Linked DNA regions of Anas platyrhynchos: region 1 is linked to region 2. Evidence: chromatin contacts called from public Hi-C data. All regions are on one chromosome and are shown on one strand. Each heading gives the region's core, a stretch centred on a gene start, on an enhancer-like site or on the middle of the called end of the contact. The rest is flanking DNA. Distances are from core to core; before and after follow the strand shown.

What was found. A called contact is a pair of places that touch in the nucleus more often than the background predicts.
Region 1: a Hi-C map of F1 follicle shows a contact between it and region 2, with 5 times the contacts expected there. The contact joins two enhancer-like sites. A contact is called at or near these places in 2 of 8 Hi-C or Micro-C datasets (F1 follicle and F5 follicle).

What each region holds. Positions count from the first base shown.
Region 1 is chr2:42,821,659-42,828,201 of IASCAAS_PekinDuck_T2T, forward strand. The region is part of intron 1 of LOC113842858 (a long non-coding RNA gene); the gene reads right to left. Among named protein-coding and RNA genes, the nearest start is that of CHST9, 120 kb to the left of the region's middle. Within about 2 kb of position 1,728, at least 1 of the 8 cell types and tissues checked has an H3K27ac peak or open chromatin away from gene starts, as enhancers often do. A contact at or near this core is called in F1 follicle, where this site is marked.
Region 2 is chr2:42,643,065-42,649,572 of IASCAAS_PekinDuck_T2T, forward strand. The region is part of intron 2 of CHST9 (carbohydrate sulfotransferase 9); the gene reads right to left. Among named protein-coding and RNA genes, the nearest start is that of CHST9, 57 kb to the right of the region's middle. Within about 2 kb of position 2,502, at least 1 of the 8 cell types and tissues checked has an H3K27ac peak or open chromatin away from gene starts, as enhancers often do. A contact at or near this core is called in F1 follicle, where this site is marked.

The DNA.
Region 1 (6,543 bases), core at 478-2,977, 180 kb after region 2:
CAGCTGAATTTTAGACTTCTGGAAACATACATTTTACTGAATCATTTTGGCCATGACTGTTAGAGTTATAATTTAAATTTTGTTAAAATAATATTTGCAAGTAAGCACATTGGAGATGTAAGAGTGCACTGAAGCAGCACATCCAACAGGTTCACTAACATTGTTTCAAGAGAGTCCAGAACAGAGAGTCCAGCTTCCAGCCATTATCAGTATTAATTTAGTGAGCATTAATTTGTCCTGCAAAATATTTCTGACTGGAGCAATAACAAGGACAAAACAGGAATATTTCTCTTCCAGTGCTCAACTGACAGGGAGGAAACAGAGCAACAAGGTGACATTGTCCAAAACATGCCATATAGGTCAGTATTTGACAGGGCTCACTACAGCACTTTTTCATCTTCTTCTGTGATATCCATGACTTTAGTATCTAAATTTTCAGCCTATTGGGGAAAAAAATAGGGGACAGGTTATACCACCAAAATAGGAAATCCTACTGAAAATTCAAAATAGAAAAAAAATTAAGCATCTTTCTCCCTCAAGGAGCTTGCACTCACAGCATATTGAATAATTTAGCTTTTGTTTACAATAAAAGGAGAGAAAACCTATGTCATATGCAAATGTGTTGTTGTGACCACATCAGAGATTGCATAAGAGTACAGAAGGATGAAATTTGCTTGCATTATTTGTTCAAGAAATTTCTAGAACAGCCAGGCATTATGCATAATTTGTGGGGCAAGCATGCAAACTTCCAAAAGAGGATGTCAGTTTGACCTCCAGTCACTTTTACACTTTGGAAAAGCTTAGCATGATGACAAACACTCAAACTGAGAATTGCTGCACAGAGTGTCTGTCTTAATCTGCTGATTATCTTGGATTACTTTTCAGATCTTCCCTGGTTTAGCAGCTTCTGTCAAGCTGTGTGTAAAGGAGATCATATGGAGATTTCTTCTACTAGTCATGGAGATGTCACTTGTTCACTGACTAGCTGGCGGGTTTTCATGGCAAGTCTGCTCACTCATCGGAAATTTTGCCTGTTGCCTAAGTGACCGGTAATCCACTTGAAGAATGAAAAAGAAGTTACTGATGTGCCAAGGGACTCTGTCTAGAAATGAGAAATATTTGACAGTGGAAAAATATGTGTTTGTAGGGTTGTTTGGTTCATTTTTCCAGGGAGACCTGAAATCACAGAAGGCAGACAGAGATCACTAAAACTCTTTTGCACATAGATTAACTTGTAATTCACTTATTCGTGCATGTGGGAATTCAGCTTCGCAGACCAACTTCCTTCAGCAATAATGCGGTTTATGCTTCTTCTCTTGTGTTTTAATAAAAGTCATGGGATTAAAAACCCTCCCTAGTGACTGTCATCCCAGTGCTGAAATGTAAGAAAATGGATTGCACACAGTACCTAGAAACCACAGTGACTGATTTTTTAGGAAAAAAAAAAAAAAAACAAAAAAACAGAGGAGATCAGTTGTAATGCGACATGGCTTCTCATGGGATACACTAATCCCGCTCAGAAGAATTAGTTTATTTGACTCAATTGCTCCTTTGGGACTTGCAAATAATGCACATTAAAGTGATACGTATTTGCATGGTATCAAGAACAGTGTCATTTATGCTTTGAGGTGTTTCATAATGTAAACTCAAATTATGGAGAAAATTCTAGTCACATTAACGTAGCATTATACGAAAGCAGCAACTGTTTTACAGGAGAAGCAGTGAACTTAATCTTGTTTGGTATTTATACACACTCTGGGCCTGGACCATAACAGTGAGTCCTGGGCATTGCAGTTATACAAACAAAATGATATTTGGAGGTTACAGCAAACCCTTTTTCATCAAGTTTTTATTCTCCTTGCACTGAATAACCAAATGAGACATAAATAATGCAGAACCGTGTCCTCTTGCTTTTATAACAGTGCCTATATCTTACCCCTGTCTCAGTGCCTCTGCTGCTCTTACTCCTCTGTATAGTGCCTGGCAAATAGGCAGTCCCATAATTTCCAGTAACAAGAGATACTACACTGTGTGAGCAAGAGTGGCAGAATGGGCCCTGAATAATGGAAAAATATCATCACTGCTTATGGGCTCACTGCTACTCTGACAGCTACAGACTACTGAGCATTACTATGGAAGGCCACATGAAAAACAGATTGAAGGACAGGCACTCAAGTGTATTTCATGAGAGACTGGGAAGAACAAGACGGAGAAGATAATCTCATTCTTTAGGGAAGATAAGACAGGCTGTTTAAAACAATGTAGCCTTATCTGCTTTAAGTAACAAGTAGTAACACCCAATTTAACAAGCATTGCTTACTGTAGGAAGCTTAATTACTCTTCAGAATACATTCAATACAAAATTTCTCAAGCTGATTGCTTCAGCTGAATGTCAATGTATTATGTCCTAGCCACTTCAGTAGAAACTGCTGTGCAGCAGCCAAATTTTCTTCTGCTCCATAAGTGACATGTGATGAAAAATTATTTAATGAGCTACTGCATTTTGCATCTGTGTAAATATCTTTCATGTAAACGTGCATTACAGATGATCAATGTGGCTTCCTCAGTGCTAAAAACAGTCAGCAGTTTTGACTGTCTGAGCTACTTGAGGGTGTAGTGAGAAGAGATTTAGAGCTGATTCTGCAGCAGTTTATTCTGATCTAATCCCAGCCTGCAAAAGACCCAACTCTCCCCCTCCCTCCGGCTATCCTTCCCCTTCCACTGCCAGTGAGGCTCTGCCCCATCTCCTACCTCACAAGGCAGTGCTGACCCCAGTGCCAGTGCTGCATGAACCACAGAATAACTTGCACCACAGAAATGACAGCACCATCTCTACGGACAGTGGAGAAGCATGGTAGGGGCAAGTCAGAGTAGGGCAAAACCCAAATAGGCAAACCCAGAGAAATATTAAGAAGAAAGAGGATTGTGGGAGAGATGGCTGGGGCTGATGGTACCTCCAGCAAAATGGGTTAGTTACTGGGCTGAAGCATGGGAAGATGCTTCTGGATACCTCCTGGGGAATGGAATGGGAGGGCTTGAGCTGAAGTAGGTGGCATGGTGGTGGGATGGAGGCAGCATAGAGGAGCAGAGTGCACATGCTACAAAGGGTGGAAAACAGTGATCAGAAAGCACCATGGAAAAGACAGCACACTTTTGAGCCCTTTCTGCCCCATAGTCCAACATATTCTTTAAGGTTTGCAGTTGCTTCTAGGGAGAAGCATTGTCTTCCATTTTCTCAGCTATATAGCTGACTACATATATATTATATACATGTTATATATTACATATATATTTGTACTGTATAATATATACATATTCTTTTAGGAATGAAAACCCATCTTCAGGCCTTGTTTTGGCCTGATATGCAGGAGTGGTTTCCCTATGTGGGGCTGCCTCCAATTCTCATGATACTTGTGGTAAATGGTAAAACACAAATAAATTTGATTTATTCATTTCCAGTTTCATCTTCTAATCTTACTTATGCCTCAATACTTGACAAAATAAACTGACTTCATCTCCATTTTTATTCATTATGACCCAACAGCTGCTGGAGGAAATTAGGTGGTTGCACTTCTGAGCTCTGATCTAGTATAAGTAGCCAAATCACAATGCTTACCAGTGGTATCCTTATGCATATTGCACCTAATTGTGTAAATGTGTAATTTCAAGGCATTTAGGATTTAGGATTACTGGCACTGCCATGAGCTGAACCACATTGATTCTGCTCCAATGACTTTTGTGGAAACAGTGAAAGATTGGAAGAATTTTTGGAAGGCAATGGAAGATTTTCAGGACGTCAACTGTTTAACAAACAGGTTTCCACTGCAAATGGACATATTACCAGCCTTTGTAAACAAGTCTTAATTGGGTTTTGAGTTATAGTTTGGCTACATGAAAAACCCTGAATTTGAAAGAGGAGTTTGCAGCATGAACAGGAGTCTGCTACAATGAAAACTATTTATATTCTTTTTCAGAGGTCCTAGTCATAAGTGATTTCATCTGGTGCTGGTGGGTTTAGGTTTTAATCAGCAATGAAAGCAAGTGAAAGGTTACATGGTACTCCACTGAGCCAGCTTATTTAAGTCATTGAAAGATGGAAGTATGAATGACTAAAGAAGCGTAAGACATTTGGAAAACCATTGTGTATTCCCACGAAGAAGAAAAATGAAAATAGTATATGAAATCATGCTGCTGCACTGCTAATTATAGGAAGCACAGTTAGTCTTTCTTTGTGAGGGCATCTCACTAACTCTGACAGCTAAGACCAATGATGGTCATTCTCAGAACTCTACATCACTCACTTGTCTTCCTGCAAAAAAGTATAGTTCAGTCTCTACAATGTTAAAAAAACAACTGCATCTGGGAATAACCAGAGCAACAGGCAACACATATGTCAGATAAAGTAAGAAGATGTTGGTTTTGGAGCTTGACCTCACCCTAATCTCCCCCAGAAGGAAGAAAACAGCTCAACAAATTGTCTTTGCCCTGGGCTCTGCTCCCAAGAACCAGGTGATGCCCACTCAGATGGGACCTGTCAAGAGAAGAAAACCTCCTGCCAGAAGAAAACATTAGTAGGCAGCTTGTTCCCCAGGTCTGTCATCTGCCCAGCAAAGTTTGCAGTAATTGCAAAATATATTTCTGAGAGGGTTTCTTCTGTTATGCTTGTCACAACTCTGACATGTTAAGTAGGGGCAAAGATCAGGACAAACATGACATGTGCCCTAAAGACAAATCACTGTCCAATTCTCCTCCAGCTACAAAGCATTGGCAACAATCCCAAATTCTCAGCAGATGATACATAGGCCATGCATCCTTCCGTATCCTAAACCCTGATGAGTCTGTCATTCTTACAGCAATTACAATATTAGGTCAAGTTAAAAGAAGGAATCCAGGACTGTGAGGCATGAACAGATGACAAACTGAAGAAATTTGGGTTTGGATAACATGTCAAGCACTCTACTTGGAAATCAAAACAAAATTAATTTCTATGTCTTCATTACTTCAGACAACAGGATCACTACAGCTCAACTTGCTGGCTGAAAACCCACTGCTGCCACCCGGTGTTACTATACCAGCATTGACCTGGATTTATCGAGAAGCAGCTCTGGACTTTGCATGCAATACTACCAGCTTTGGGAAAGGTGCTTACAGGGTCTAGCAGGAGAGAATAAAGGTACAGGGAATGTATGTACAGGCTTAGTGTTAGTGTGTATGATTCGGGCTATCTGAGGCATGGTGTTGTGATGGTCTAAAAAAATCACAGTAAATTACAAGAAGCAACTGTGGATGTTCAGTTGTTGACGAGAAGAGATCTGTAGATGGACTATTTTATTTAATTGGAAATCACACACAAGTATATTAAATCCATAGGAAATGAATGCAGAGAAAGTTAGTAACAATAGAACACTTTTTTTTTTTCTTTTCTTTTTTCATTTAGGTAATCCACTTTCTTTCAAGTTACATTTCATGGATTTTCTTTAGCAGTGCTGCTTTGCTAAGCAAAACATAATGCATTTGTTACAGCCTAGGGAATGAGCTGTAGGTTGAAAGGTAGATTGAGAAGAAAAGCATACATTCATTGTGATTTTCCAGGTGATCAGTAATATTCAGGAGTCTAACTTACCTTGCACTCCAAACTGATTGTTTTACCCAAGATAATTAAAACCCACATTCTCTGAGTACAGCAGCTGCTTCTGAACGTCAATGTTTTGGCCAGAAGGCTTTTCTCAAGACAATTCACCATGCAGTATCTGTTAAAATGCTGTTCTGTTGGGACCATGTTGTGATTGAGAGACTTCTGCTCATCAGAGCATCCTCATTATTATCAGTTTTGCACTGAGTTATTCTTCTGTGACAGGTTTGGTTTCATTTTGTTCAGAGGAAATCAAGCTATACACTGTTTTCTGTCACCTCCGCTTGAGAAGGAACAATGTTGGAATGCAAAAAGTGAGGAAAAATTCAACTCTGTATTCAACTATCTTGTTTTTCTTGCATGAAATAATACAGTCTTTTGATTGTTAACCTGTTATTCTTCATGCTAGAACATGGCACAGGTTACAACAGAAACCTCCATCATCCTTTGAAATGTCACAGGCTGTAGACTATGAAAGAAAGAAACATCATCAAAAATAATTTGGACTGCATTAGATACCTCCTGTTCCTGGACTTTCCCAGCTCTGTCACCAAATTTGACAAAACCACTGCTGAAATAGGAGACAAAGCTCAGGGTGAGATTTCCCCAGCTGGCTCAATCACACTGATGTCCTCTGGTTCTTCCACTAGATCCGCTGACTCTGCTTTCCTTGCATTGACACTAGTAACTGGCCCATCCTCTGGTGGGTCAATTCACTGTCAGCAAAAAGCCACTCAATACTTTACCGTTACCTTTAGAAAGAAGCACTGGCCCACAGAGGGGCTCGATGAGCCTCAGAGAAAGCAGAAAGAAAGCAAGAGGAGTGGGAAGATTGAAGGCAAGAGACAAGTACCGCTATTGCAGTAATCCAGTCCTGCTCCAGATTATCTTTACTTTGGTTACAAACATAA
Region 2 (6,508 bases), core at 1,252-3,751:
TAGTTAACAGAAAAAAAACTAATTTAAAAGTAAAACAAGAAAATTAGTTCTGTGTTTCTGGATTACAATCCCATAGTGCCTTCAACTACACATATTTAGCCTTGGGGGGTTTAATTAAAAAAAAAAGTTTATTTTTTTGTTATTCTTTTTTAAAAGAAGAGGCAACATTGCCCATTCAAACAGAAATATTTGCAGACACAGATATCCTAAATATTTTTTCCAGTATGCCATACAGAAGGAAAAACAAAAGAAAAGGAAAAAAAAAACAATAAAAATGTCTCAACTTGTATTTTAACCGTATGCCTTGAAAATGTACTTCCTGCTGTTAAACTGGCATAAAGAACAGATTCTCCCTCTAATGGGCTTCAGCATGGTCCTCAGAGGGAAATCCACTGCTTGAAGCAAGAAGCATAGCAAGAGCAGTGCACTCTACAGTGCAGACAGCTGGGGTGGAAGGAAGGGGTGACGGACACCCCCCCGCCCCATTCACACTGGGCAAATGCAAGTTATCTGAAAAACCTTCATCTGTTCCGACCCACTAAAGCTCCCTGCCAGGCACCTCCACAGTCATTATGTGGCTAGAACACCTCTCAGCCTTTGGACAGTCCACGTTGAAGGTGACAAAGCACCCTGAAGGAAATCGATTATATCATTATATCGTAAACGAAAGGGCTGAGATTCAGATCTTACATCTCAGGCTCTGTGTTCACAAGTCAGAGTGTCATTACAGGTCCCTGACCTAGGTCCCCTGTTACTCCAATTTTCATTTGAATTGATTTTATTTGCAGAAATGAGCATGGACAAAATGCATTTCCCTGTTCTTGGTTTGTTTCAGTGACTCACTGGGGCTTTACTCCCGATACACATCCACCCCTTGAAATGAAATAATCAAACCAATACAAACAAGATCCCCTTGGAAACACATGGGCACCCTGCAAGACCAAGTTCTATGGTATAGGGGCCAATTCACTGTATGGGGTATACGGCTGTCTAGATAATGTGTGCGTTACATGCACAGCCATCCACACCTTTCCTATAGCCCTGCTTTAGGGGCTCCTCATTTTTGCCCTCCAAAGAACAAGGATAATTTTTTTTTTAATTAATTTTGAAATCGCCTTACAGTATTATATAAGTGAAAGTGGGAGAGAAATGGGGGAAAAGACCACAAGCCCTTGTGTGTTTTGTTGTTGTTGTTTTTGTTTTGTTTTGTTTTGTTTTCCCCCCATTCTTCCCTTGCAACCTGCTTTTGAATAGCTGCTGGAGACCAGATAACTCTACTCAGCAGATTTTCTGTCTGACCCCATATGGCCTTTTATTGTCGGACAAACAAGCAACCAAATTACATCCTGCTTATATAAAATCACATGCAAGTTATTCCAGCACAATACCAGATCCAAGACTAGAACATTATTCTGGGCTGTAGCAGATGAATTTCTGAAACATAGTGCTGCTCTGTTTCTGTTACCTTTATGCAAGTTATTTCAAATGAATAAATAAATAAGTTCCTGATGAAATCCATTTCCCTAAAAACCTAGTCTAACTTTTATACCACCTCTCCTCTGTAAACTATTATTTTCATGGTTTGCATAGTGAGGCAAAACAACCATATAGACATTTCTATTTGCATGTCATAAAATTGAGTTTACCTTAAAGTGGGGTCATGGTAATAGTTAATCCACATCAGTCAGATGGGGCCAGGAAAAAACTGGTACTATGTTAAAATAAATAAATAAAAACAAACCTTTTAAAGTATTGGAAAACTAATTACTATTATTATCCCTTAACACAGCAATATCAGTAAATATTTACCAAGACTTCTACAGACCTTTTCAATTTTTCATTCAGAGGAACAAATTGTTCTGCAAAACAAACCAGCTAAAATAGTTATCATGCCATTGTTTAAATAGTTTCAGCTACAAGAAAAATATGCTGACAAGTTTACACATGCCTGAGGTCCATGAGTGCATAAAACCAAAAACAAGTGAAATTCATTCTATTCACTTATTAGTCACATGGTATAAGAAAAGAGACAAACTTTTATTCTTAAATGTTGTTCTATATCTCCATAAAATCATCCTCATCTATTCAACTAGCAAGCAGTTTACCGCTGGAAAGCCAAATATTGAAGTGCCATTACTATCATACACCAGCAAGGGGAGTAGTAACACTTTGAGAACTTCCCTCTGCAATAGTAAACTATCCATAAACGAAATAACGTACAGAATATTGATGCTGCCCTGCATAGGCAGTGGAAAGGACATTTGTTCTACGGAAAGAAAGAGAAATTTAAAAAACCTGAGTCTTTAAAGGCTATTTGTTTTTGAAAAGAAAATGGAAGCACACATACACACACGTACAGGCTGAGATCAGCCCAATTTACACACCACTCCTCCCCCTTCCCCCCAAAAACAAACAAACAAACAAACAAACAAAACAAAAAACGTATTTCTTACGTATTTTCCCTTTTTAAACAGTGATGGCTACATATTTCCATGGGAAGGAGAGACACTAATTTCCTAAGAAAGCAAACACGTGGAACTGCTGGGACCAGTGGCAGGAGGACTAAGCAGTTCTCAAGCCTGAATTGTAGCCATTGCTAAGGAAAGCAAAAGATGGAGTTTTAAAAACAGGCTTTCACTTCTGGATTTTGTAGTTAAGAGCAATGGCACTTTCATAAAGCAGTACATTTCATAAGTGCCAGCACACTGGTCTTTTAAACTCTCCTACCTGCCAGCACAGACCTTCCCATGCTGTGGTACAAAAGAAGAGCTGTGGCATCCCCAGAGCTCCCACAGCAACAGGAGATAAACGAGCACTGATGCTTCCTCTTTGTTGTATCACTCTTCCTTTTCAATCCTATACCTTCCATATACATAGAAGGTATAGATACCTCTGAGCAGCAGAATTGCCCAACACAGCTATAGTCCAGCCACTGCAGAGCACAGAACTTCAGGTACCAAGGGGGGATATGCTGCATCAGATATTCAAAGCTGAGAAGAAAAGCTGCTGGTTGCATTGGTTCCCTGGTTCATCATTGCAGTCAAGGTTCCAATGTTCTTACCTTTCCTACAGCACCGTGAGATTATTAGAAAGAAACATGAACCCCTCTCCCCCCAAAATGCTGTAAGTTTATAAAAACTGCTACCCAAGTAGGTAACCAAAGTATTTAATCAACTTGTAAACACCCAAGTGTGAAGGCATCTTAGGTACTAATCACGAAATTACTATGCATGACAAAACTCTGAACAGTGTTTTGCTGTAATTGTGCATAATTTAACTCAGAAAAGCAAGAGGAGTTATATTTAGATGCAGTAGAATGTAGAAAGAGGTCAATTTGATGAGGGGGGAAAATTCTGTCATTCTTATTAGTCTGATAAAAAAAATTATTCATCAAATGTTAAGAGTTTTAGGATGGTCCTCCTCCAATGTGATACCAGGGGCAACACATCAACAAGGGGGTATCCATTGCAAGATCTGATATTCCAGAGCCATGTTTTTAACAAAAATATTCAGCTTTGTTACCTTACAGTACATGTATAAACTATTGTGCGTTTTAGCCATTAGAGGCAGAGATCAGTATTTTATAAGCCTGGATTACAGCTATTACAATAAACCAACAGAAAATTTTCCTTCCTTCTAGTGAGAAGAAATGGAAATATTAAATCATCCCCCCCCCCGCCCCCCCCCAAAAAAAGAAAAAAAAACACAAAACAAAACAAAAAATCAGATGGTCTCAGCAATTTTGTAACTGAGTTTATAAGTGAATGTTGATGGGGTCAAATCCAGCCCTGGTTTGAATGGTGTCTTGGTTTTGTCTAAGGGAAAAGATGCAGGACACAGGGTGGCACCCATCCTTGACAAACCACAACTGAGACACGAGAGTCTGTATGACCTGCCTAGAGCCTCCCAGTAAGGGTTTTGATCTAGTCAAATGTGGAGCCTTTTGTGGCCGAGGGACTGTTCAGGTAAGCACGACTGTTTGAATTGCCAAGACCATATGAAGAGATGTGTGGGCCCATAGGTCTGCCCATTCCCACCATCAGGTCAGCCTGTGTCCTCCTGAACTCTATTAATAGAGCAGCAATCACAAAAGAGTCATGGGCCTCCTTGTGGCACGGGACCAAGACTCTAACCAACGTTCTCTGATGCTAGTCTGAGCACATCATTTCTTGAGCCATAACTTTGGGGCCATGAGTAGAAATAGTATCAGAAATTTGATGTCTTAATATCAGGACTGAATGCCTTTTCCAAGTAATTGTCCTAAAAAATGGTGCAAAGATCATAGAAGCTACTGTAAAAAACTGTCTTGATGCTAATGCAAATGGTCTCAGTTTCTTTCAGAATGACTCTATCTAGCACTTGACCTTTAATGCAAAATTTTCCAGTAAAATATTCTTATTACACCACAACCAAAACTCCTTGAACTATTGTTAAAAAGTAAATTGCATTAGCAGAAAAATATCTCCATCTTAAGAGGTAGACTCCATGAATGCACATGGATTACAAAAATATGAGGATGGCCTTAAAGACCAGTTTTCAAACTTGCCTAGATTCTAGCTGGGTTCGCAACACTTCTGGGAGAAGTCAAATGAGTGTATTTGTCCACCAAATGTATGCACCTTCTCAGCTTTTGGAGACTAAAAATGTAATTAATTGATTTTGATGTCTGGAACAATAACCCGTATGGGTTTATCTGGGAAAGGTAATATGACAGTACCGTTTCAACAAAACACGTTTTGCTTCTTGCCTGAAAGAATGGCAGATTTAGGCTTGTGCTAAGTGATTTCACCTGCATATCAGGAGCCCTACCATAGATGATCCAGTTCCTTTTGCAAATACCATCATGGACCCCTATGGCCATGGGCCTTGCTGAGTCATACAGCATAGAAAAGCACCGACAACCCCAAATACCTGGATGGGAAATGCAGGACATGACTCCAGGTCCAAATCTGCCAATCCTTTCTGCCCATTTCCCTCTTCCAAAAATTTAGTATTTGTATGATAAACAGACTCATGGTGACCCAGTTTTCTCTTCTTCTTCCTTATATAACTAAGCCCAAAAGCATAATTAAATTTGCAAAAACAGAATAAATACCCCAAACCATTAAAAAAAAATCAAAAAAAAAAAAAAAACCAACAAGATGGTGGACAGAACATAAGAAATAGAAAGACACCTCACTTTCTGAGCCTCTTTGCCCTGGCATTTGCATATACAAGACATAGATTCCTCCTTCTTGTTTGAGGAAGCAGAAAATTTTGTCTCAAAATCTTCACTCATCTGCTAGACAAAAATCCAGACCTCTTAATGTATTTCAAATACATATTATCAAGAGTCTTCCTACTTTTCAGTTGCCTTGAGAGCTGAGTAGAAAACACTTTTCATATTGGGGGAAAATATTTTGGGTTTTTCACACTGTTCTCCTCCAAATCAGGAAGAGATTAAGATTACAGTGATTTATAACTAAAGAGCACTTTTTCAAATAATTTCAAAACATTTTAGCCTTTTTCTTAGGCTGTGGACTCTGACAAATTCAAAATAACTAAAAAAGGATTCTTTTATTCAGAAGATGTCAAAATAGTAATGTCAACACAGTTCTCCAAAGAAATGAATTTAAATAGAAAATTCATTTGAAACCTTGTTTCCCACACACAGTTTTACAGTTACACTGGATCAGCATTTCTTTCCAAATAAGAATATTCTGTCAGAAAGATCCCTGACTTGCTCTAGGGCTCTGCATTTACTTGTATTTTAGCAACAGGAGAATTGAAGCCTGAGAAGATGTTTTTTCCTACCATAAGAACTGTAACCCTCTTCCTTGGGGTCCAGCTGCCTATGATCCCAGGCCGAGCGCTGAAACCACACATCTGTGTTACCTTGGCTCAGACTTCTGAGAAAACCACTGAGTTGTGAGAAGGGGATGTGAAAAAGCACGCAGGCTAAAGCCGTTCCAGATAAGAATGGCTAAACTGCAGACAGAGGTAAGGCTGTTGAGCTGGGGATGGATGCCCCTACAGGATTCAAGGAAAACAAAACAAAACAAAACAAAACAGTCAACCACTGACATGAAAAAGATAAAGCGCTTACAGGTTAGAAAAAAATACTGTATCTTACCTCTTTCTTTCTGTTCTTCAATTTCTTTAACTAATGGGCATTTAAAAAGACAATGCACAAAATAGAAAAGTGAACTGATTGCAATGGAAGCTTAATTATAATCTAAAGTATTTGCTCATCTGTATAATCTTAACTGCTTGCCCATTGCTAAAGCAAATATTCACTATATATGAATGTACAAAACAGTATTTAGTATTACCCTCAAATAATCTTTCAGTATCATACTTACTTAGTTGATGTGGTTTTTGTTGTTGTTGTTGCGTTTTGTTTTGGTTTTTAGCTTCATGCTTTTATCAGGGGTCTAATCTGATCTGATTTTACTGCATGATCTATTCTATATCCTCATTTCATTGCTTGGAATGAATTATGCTAAGTCTGTACATCTAGTGGCTTCCT